Linked DNA regions of Nothobranchius furzeri: region 2 is linked to region 1. The links are chromatin contacts, called in public Micro-C maps. All regions are on one chromosome and are shown on one strand. The core of a region is the stretch at or near the end of the contact, and the rest is flanking DNA. Distances in the headings are between cores, read along the strand shown. Region 1 holds the start of LOC107382859 (protein shisa-2). Region 2 overlaps atp8a2 (ATPase phospholipid transporting 8A2).

Region 1 (4,256 bases), core at 918-3,417:
CACCCAAATACTCACCACCCAGTCTTTTTTGGGAGCCTTCTTCTGACGTACAGGCTTCTTTCCTTTGCCCTGTGGTTGAGGACGGCTACCTCTGGCTAAAGACATCTGATAACAGGCAACAACAAGGCTAAAACACCGAGAACTAAAACAAATGGCGCAGTAACCAAACCAAACTAAACACCCCTGGTAAACTACCCAAGTAGAGATGAGCGTCTGGGCTAAAAATTCACTGCATGTCTGAAACTGCGTCACTTCTGTGGAACAAGCCCAAATTAGCCGCAGCTGACGGTGTCAGAGGCTCCAGCAGTTAAAAATTTCAGTCTCGCGCCACTTCTTGTGTTGTTTCCATGGATATGACTTCTTCTTCTTCCTCCTCCTCCTGCGGCTGCAGCTAGGTTCTTCTTCTTCTTCTTCTTCTTTTCGTTTTGCTGCCCCCTTCTGTTCATTTCGTTAACTACATTGAACATTTTTCTTGCGCTTTCTCCCAAAATGTATAAAATTATTGCAATTAATTTAATTCTTTGAGGATTTAATGAACTGAAGTAGAGCTTGTTTGTTGTTTAAAAAAACGGTTTCAAGATAAAAGAAGTTAGATGAATTAAGATAAAAGAAGTTAGATGAATTTTTAAAGTGCCAAATAGCTCTGCCGATATGTGAAAAGTGACATTTTTTAACAGCTGCGTAGAAAATCCTGTGGCACTCTTATATGATAAATCTGCTTACCACAAAGGCATTTTTCTAGCTGTAAAAAGGCAAGAGACAAGAATTTATGGAAAACACTTTTAATTTGTTTATTTAATGGGTCGTTTTGTATTGTCGTCAATCACAGACTAAAAAGTAAATACGTAAAAATAAACGAATAAAATGAACAAACAAACAAATAAATAAATGTGATAATTATTTGATTTTTTTGCAATGGTGCACGTGTAGTAAAGCGCCACTAGATAGCGCTGCTTGTATTTATCAGACTAAAGGGCATTGAATTTCAGAGAACCAAAAACTTTTATTGCACCAAAAAAAACTGACATCTGCTAACAGCTAAAATCATTCAGATTACATTTGTAAACACTCTTGAGATAAAACGGTAATTTTAGATTTCGAAACTAACGGATCTGGAGCATGCTAAGGATGTCCAGAACTGTTTTACTAATAGACTTACTGGAATTTCAACATAATTACCCGTTGACTGCTGGAGATAGCCCCCCCCCCCCCCCCCCCCCCCAAAAAAAGCGTTTCAGAAGATGGATGGATGGATGGAATTTCAACATTTTTGCACATTTTTTTGTAATGTTTATTCGTAACTTGTTTTGCATTTCCAGCAAAATGTTTGCAGACTTTTGTCAATTTATTGAACTTAGAAATTATGCAAGTTTTTTATTGTACAGGATCATTTTAAATTGTTAAACTGGAACAATGCAACTGTTTTTATGTTTAAATGACTATTAATAAAGTGGAAAGGATTTCCAATCCAATTGGGAAATCATTCCCAAATGATTCCAGTAATATAATTTGTCAGAAAAAGGATAATAAATAACAGTTTTTGGTTGAGACCACACTAAAAGTATTTAATGTCCCAAAACAATCAATGAAATCATGATATTTCTGCACGTTTCATTTAACTGGGGAAATGCGGATCAATTAAAGTAATAATAATGTATAAAATGTTAACTTTTTTTATTCAAACATCCAGTTTTTCAATATTTTGTTTTATTCAGAAAGTTAAAAAAAAGTCCTCAGAAATTTAAAAATTCTGTATATTTGACCAAATAAATGCCAGAAAAAGTGTAGCTCCTCTTTTCTAGATTTTCAGACTTTGAATAGGAAGTTGAATCACATCCATAACGGGATCCCGTTAATCTGACTCAGTGAGGTGTGTTTCTGTCCCACACGCCCCTCTCATCCTGAAACCAACCTGGACAGACTGAGCGCTGCAGTCTCACCGGACAGGCAGCAGGGAGACACGTCTGGAAGCTGAACAATGCGGACCGGGTTGCCGAAAAGGTTGGAAAACTTATCTTTACGCACGGGACAGGCGCAGACAGCAGCTGTGTGTCCTGCACGGATCAGGCTTCACGCGCTGGTTTCTCTGCGGGTCATTTGAAGCACCGAGAGGAGGCATGAGCAGCCGCGCTGCGGTGCCGCGGGAATCCCGTTAGTGTTTGGATTCACCAGAGCTTTGGATAACAGCTGGAATATCGGTTACGCTCGCGCTTTACCCTTTTGGAAACTTCGCATCTGATTTACGCACAGGAATTCTCTAACAAATGACTACCTCTGAGAGATCTACTGCTTTCTCGCTTCATCCCCAAAAGCCCTTTTACCGAACCAGCCTAAAAAATCACCTCTAACCTTGCCGGATTCGGCGCGGGGAAATGCTCCAGCGCGCCGCGGCTACCTGGCCCAGAATGTGGGGAGCCACCGTGGTTCTGACTCTGCTCCTTATTGACGTGAAGGCCAGCGGGGAGTTTTGCCACGGCTGGCAGGACTCTCAGGGCGCCTGGAAGGAAGGATTCCAGTGTCCGGAGAAGATCGACGCGGAGGACGCGATCATCTGCTGCGGGAAATGCGAGCTGCGCTACTGCTGCGCCAGCGCGGACGCGCGGCTGGATCAGGGGAGCTGTGAGAACGACCGGCAGCCGCAGGAGACCGGGGCAGAGAGCACAGACAAGGACTCTCGAGCAGGTAGAGCCCCCATAACCTCCACTGATGATTTATTAAGTTATGAATGATTAAAAAACTTCCAAACACCGTGCGTAAAAAGCACCCAACTTAGAATCAAACGTAACCCTAAATGTTAAGTTTTTTCCATAAGCTTCAAGTTATGATGCTGTTTTCTGTCTTCTTTGGGATTGTGTCTCACTGTCAAAGGGTTCATCTGCTGCTCGCCTCCCCCCTTGGCAACGACAGCTGCTCAGGAGCCAGGAGGCTCCTAAAGTCCACTTAGCCCCACTCACAAATGGCAAATTGTGCCACGCCGCTGCTGCGCTTTATAAATAGCTGTGTTTGTTCTGTAACAGTGCAAAACGGAGAGAGCCATGCATGCTGGCCCCACGGGGATCAAATTTGGACTTGACCGGATCTTGTTGGGAGCACTCCTGGCGCTGACAGTCCAGCTCTTAAATGAGCAGCTCTGGTGTCTGTGGGCTCTATCAGAGTCACACAGATTACATAATTCTCAAAAACCTGCATTTTTCTGCTTGTGTCGTGGATCAGTTGACAACACATCCCTCCCCTCCTCCAGTTTGGCCCCTCAAACTTTCTCAATCTTCCATGAAGCATTTGAAGCATCATATGTTCTTTTAACAAAAAAAAAACAAAAAAAAAAAAAAAAAAACGAAGCAAATATTTGACATGACAATGGCTTGTTTCATGTTTTTTCTGCAGCCACAATGCAATAATCTGTCATTTGTTGCCATCACACCTTATCACCACAGGAAGGGATATATACATTCCACCCAGTGGCCTCCAGCCAACATTTACCCCAAGCTGCAGCTTTTCTCTCACCAACAGCAGAGGAAGTGTTTAAACGTGAAACCAACTTGTGCATTTTGTACATTTTTCATGCCCTTGCAGCCCATCCATCATTTCAGAACGATACACAGAAACGAGGCAGGAAGCTATTAATGTGCTCGACATGAGGGAGCATGTGGTATTTGGGAACAGGAGAATCCCCGTGGGACAGCCGATGGAGTCCAGCCACAAAGACTCAACCCAAAACAAGAGCTTAGAGAGGAGGGGGTGGCGCTGCTGCAGCAACAGGTGTGGAAGAGTGACAGGAAATAATAATAGGACTTCCACTGCCATGTGCACAAAAAAAGAGATCAGTTTTGTGCTCATTTTTTACCTAATGAGGAAATAAAGAACACATTTATTGATATAATAACAAGCATGTTTTGAATTTTACCCTTAGAATTAAACTGAACTGTTATTTAATGCAGAATAAGGTGCACAAATGAAATTAATCAAAGTTTTAAAAACATGTTTCCAAGGTAGACATGCTTACCTTCATGCTTTTATCCCCGTTTGTTCTTCTCCGGTCCATTAATCATCCCCCGACCTTCAAGACTAAAGCCATCCTTTAGTTACACAATAACCTGGGTTCAAACAGGCAGGCTCCTTTTGAAGTTGCTGCACCAGGAGCATTCAGCAGGACTGCCGAGCATGTTTGTTACCATTTATGAGCTAAATTTAAAACGTTAGTGCCATTTTAAACTTTTACTCATAAAAATGGTTCCAATAGTTGGTGCTTTTGGCAG
Region 2 (4,256 bases), core at 998-3,497, 49 kb after region 1:
AGCTGTTTAAATAAATAAAGCACGACTCACCCGTACGTGATTCCTGCAATGGTGCACTTCTTAAAGTGCATGATGTTACAGGTGAGGGTTCCCGTCTTGTCAGAAAAGAGGTATTTTACCTGGAAGAGACGAAGATCACATGCGATCAAAATGACCAGCGTGCTTCATTAGTCCTGCATTAACGAAGGAGAACTAACCTGGCCCAGTTCTTCGTTCAGATTAGATGTTCGAGCCATGGCTGGTGTGTCCGTTTCTGAGTAATACATCTCCATGTCCTGAAGCCAAGGAGACACGTCCCTCTTATGTAAACATGGTTTTTAAGAACGGCAATTGTTAAAATGTAGATCAGTCCTACCCAGTTGATGAAGAGAGCCTGTGTGAACTTCACCACCTCTAGAGTGACCAGCAGGCTGATGGGGATCAGGTTGTTGTAGAGGATGATGAACGTTAGCAAGTTGTATGCAAAGTTAGTAGAGATGTCACCTGGTTTAAAAACATAAATCAGTATTTCCTCTGGTTCCTCATCTCCATGCTCATGAGGCGTGTGTTTGTTCTCTCACCTTCACGGGAAAGGTACCAACAGGCTTCGTCTGTGTGTTCTCTATTCCAGATCGCTGCCCCCACAGAGCTGACCAGCGCCATGACCAGCAGGATCCCAAACAGGACCAGGATCTGCATGTTGGTCACCCGCTCCACGTTGGAGCGCTTCAGCGGCGCCTTGGTGGAGTTCTGAAAGGTAAAGGCATAAAAATCCAGCAACAGTGCCATGATGTAAAAACATAAATAAATAAGCTAAGCAATCAAAACAGCGAATGTAAGGATTTCAATTAAAGCTTTTCAAAAATTGCTTGAATAAAAAAATCTATTTAAAAACGGCTTTTATTTTAATTTCATGCTACTTTTTCATATTTTGAAAATAATCATCTTCTTGAGCCAGTATGTGCTAAAATGACCCATTACATGGTTAATGAAAGGTCACTCAGAACCCACCGCCCTCTGTGGCCAGAATATCTCACTTGCAACTTCAGAGTGGCGGGTCGCTCCCTGTTAGTCTTAATAAAGTGGAGCTGACATGCCTGGCGCTGCAGTCAGCTTCCAGCACGTTTCCTGGATGTTTTAGATCATGAACACAGCTGATTTGTTAGACTTAGTGATGAATCACTCCTGAAGACACTAATGAAGACTGAAGAGACATTTAAGCTGTTAGATTAAAGTGTTAAAAAGACGAACGCACAGCGAGATAAGTTTCACTTTCAGTTTTACAACAGGGAAATAATAACGACACTAGGGGGTGCTAAAGGGAAGAAAAACTGCATAGTTTTTCTTTAAAATCGGAATTTTGCATATTCAGACAAGAGTTACCTGCATGAGTTTGGAGTCGTGGCCGGTGTAGACTACAATTCCCGCAACCCACTGTGTGTTCCTGAGCTGAGCCCCACGTAGCAGTACCTGGTCTGGACCCAGAGGAACTGGACTTTTGAGGAAAATAACAAAAATAGGTTAAAAAGTGTTAAAAATGGCTAAAAACTAATGAGCAATATTTTTTTTTAACCCTGGGAGTAAAGCTGCTACCAAAAACTGAAACTTTGTGTCTCACTTTTGGTTATCTAGCCGGAGAGTGCCGGTGAAGTCATACAGATGTCTGTTGGGGCCTTCACACTCCAAACGGCCTGACAGAGACATCAGATCCTCCAGGGTCTGAAGGCCGGCGGTGAGCGAGAGACCCTGGAAAAAAAAACAGAGGAAAGCAACTGAGCTGAAATTCCCAGTGGAGTTCCAGTTTAATCAGAGAAACATGTTGTACCTGTCGGATCTTCAGGTTGGTTTCTCCATCCAGGTTGGAGGTCTCAATATAGCACATGGCCTGTGGCTCGCTGCAAAGAGAACGAGCGATAAGATTCATCATCAAAAATATCAAGAGTTGGTTTGATTTGCGCAATTATCAAAACTTTACTTGATTTAAAGGATTTCATTATTGAACAATTTGCTTCTACTTGTCCAGAAATTATACAGAAAAGTTCAATCATATCAATAAGTTATTAGATATTAGTGTTGGCCACTTAAAGGTGATGCGAAGCTAATAATTGTTGTTATTATTATTAAACACATATTCATGCATTTGCACAATCATAAAACAGAGTCTGACCTGGAGGAAACTATAACCATGTCAGCTGGAAGGTGCTGGCCATTGGTCACCTTCACTATGTCTCCTACCGCCACCTGGTGGCCAGGAAGCAGCAGTGCAACAGCAGCAGGGAGGGAAACAGAAGGGGTGAGAGGGGGTGGGGTTAAGGTCAGGGGTCAAAGAGAGTTAGAGAGGTGAGGAGAAGACACAAAAAGCAGGTTAATCGGTGCCTAGAAGGAATTCAGCCATCAGATGGAAAAAGGAGTGGTGACGTCACGTGACAGAGAGAGCACAGCAGTGGAAAACCAACCAGCCAGAACGAGGCACAAATATTACACTGGGGGGGGGGAGACAAGAAATAATAACTGAAGAAGTGTTTATTTTACGAGATGTTCACACTTTACAATCAGAGGGGAAAAAAACACCCCAACTACAAATCTGTGGAAGAGCGTCATCAGAATGTCTGAAAAAAGCACATTCTGACTCTCAGACACCAGAAAAAAACTCCCGCTGTCATTAGAAAAAAGGGAAAAGCATGTGAACAAGTTCAAACAGGCAGCATGCTGCGTCGAGAGGGACCGAAACACTACTGCGGGTTTTTTTATTCCCTAAAAATGTCCACAAATAAAACAGGTAGAATATAATCGGTCCAATGGAAATCTAAATATTCAGAAAAATTCACGCTAACTTTATTCTGTACAAATGAAACAGAAGGAAAATCATGTTCATTTATATCAATAGCTAAAATATAAAAAAGTACATAATTTAAATCTTCCAAGCAAAGATTAGAGAGAAACCCGGTGGGAAATAAAACGTCTTCAAAAACAGACGTTGAGCTGGAACTGATTCCCTCACCTGTCCCGAGACAGATGAGCTCAAAGTCTGATGAACAAGCGTGTCACCAAAACAACAAGGACTTAAAATTTGACTTGATTCAACCTAATGGAGCGTGGCCGTACGCAGCTGGGCGCCGTTAATGAGCACATTCAAATAGAAACGTTCTCGTTCTGCAGCCATTCTTTAAAACTTTTACTCGTTTCAATTCCATAATTATACCGCACTTCCCGTTTCTGCACTCAGTTCCAACTAAAATACGACTGTGAAACAGAGACGAGGCACATGAGCGTTATGGGCTGAAAGTGATACCTGCTTCCAGATGATGGTGTGCCACGCTCCGCTCTGCAGCACTGAGAGACAAACACAACACAGCCGTCAGTCAGCCTACACATCAGGACTCATACACAATTCATGGCCTCTAAACTTTTGTCTTTTTGTCCGAGTGGCCCGAGCGATATTGACAGACAAACAACAGCCATTCATCCGGTCATGAAAGGAAAACAAAACCCAAGCAAATAGACGCAGGCGCAGCCCGGCAGAGAGTTAATGGACATTAACGGGCACTCTCGCCATACCTGTTGTCTTCTTCTTGTTTATGGTGTTGTCTGCTTTGTGTCTTTTCTGTAACAAAGTAGGAAAAAGATCCACATGATGCCCCTCTCCCTCTCTGTCCTTTTACAGAGTTAAAGAAAGCCGCTCACATAGTCTTCTATGATCTCTTTAATCCCGGCCACAGTGAGGATGAAGATGAGCGGGACCAGCGTGGTGTAGCGGCCGGTCGGTGACACGTCGGGGATTTGCTGATGAGAAAAAAAGAACACAGCACAAATAAAAACAGCTATTTGGAAATTAGAGAGATTCATATTGGACAGGATTTCTCTCAGCGTGTCTTTCAAATTCAAACCACACAAATGCACGAACAAATAAGGGAAAACACGAAAAAGCTGAATATTAATTACAATGATGATATCCATTGTCATAAACTCCAAAAACCCTCAGAACTATTCTTTTGCCTCTACATAGCATATGTAACTGTTGGGACTCAAAATGACACAGGAGCCTAACCTGGCAAGCTATCCTATACTCTGGCCACAACCCATTAGTCAGAGGACAGAATCTACAGTTGTCTTTCAAACAGTCTTTGCATGCTATTGGACAGTGCTAGGACCCATCAGAGCAACGAACAATGTGATGTATTAATCGCTACAGCAACAAGTCAACCTTGGTCACCTGCTCCACGAGCCATACACCGTCGATGAAAAAGAAGCTAATACACCGTTTTTCTAAGTAAATT

What was found. A called contact is a pair of places that touch in the nucleus more often than the background predicts.
Region 2: a Micro-C map of tail fin shows a contact between it and region 1, with 4 times the contacts expected there. The contact joins the enhancer-like site here to the promoter of LOC107382859 in region 1. A contact is called at or near these places in 2 of 2 Hi-C or Micro-C datasets (skeletal muscle and tail fin).

Annotation. Positions count from the first base shown.
Region 1 is chr7:50,931,188-50,935,443 of NfurGRZ-RIMD1, forward strand. LOC107382859 (protein shisa-2) reads left to right here and starts at 2,168. Exons shown (of 2, transcript XM_015955198.3): 1 at 2,168-2,682. The coding sequence starts at 2,373. spice1 (spindle and centriole associated protein 1) reads right to left here and starts at 457. Exons shown (of 19, transcript XM_054751188.2): 1 at 196-457; 2 at 16-105. The coding sequence starts at 105.
Region 2 is chr7:50,980,489-50,984,744 of NfurGRZ-RIMD1, forward strand. It overlaps atp8a2 (ATPase phospholipid transporting 8A2), which reads right to left. Exons shown (of 36, transcript XM_054751183.2): 4 at 3,664-3,762; 5 at 3,538-3,583; 6 at 3,272-3,312; 7 at 2,147-2,220; 8 at 1,805-1,874; 9 at 1,598-1,725; 10 at 1,363-1,474; 11 at 561-729; 12 at 356-483; 13 at 198-275; 14 at 31-119. Among protein-coding and RNA genes, the nearest start is that of atp8a2, 22 kb to the right of the region's middle. Within about 2 kb of position 2,248, at least 2 of the 3 cell types and tissues checked have an H3K27ac peak or open chromatin away from gene starts, as enhancers often do. A contact at or near this core is called in tail fin, where this site is marked.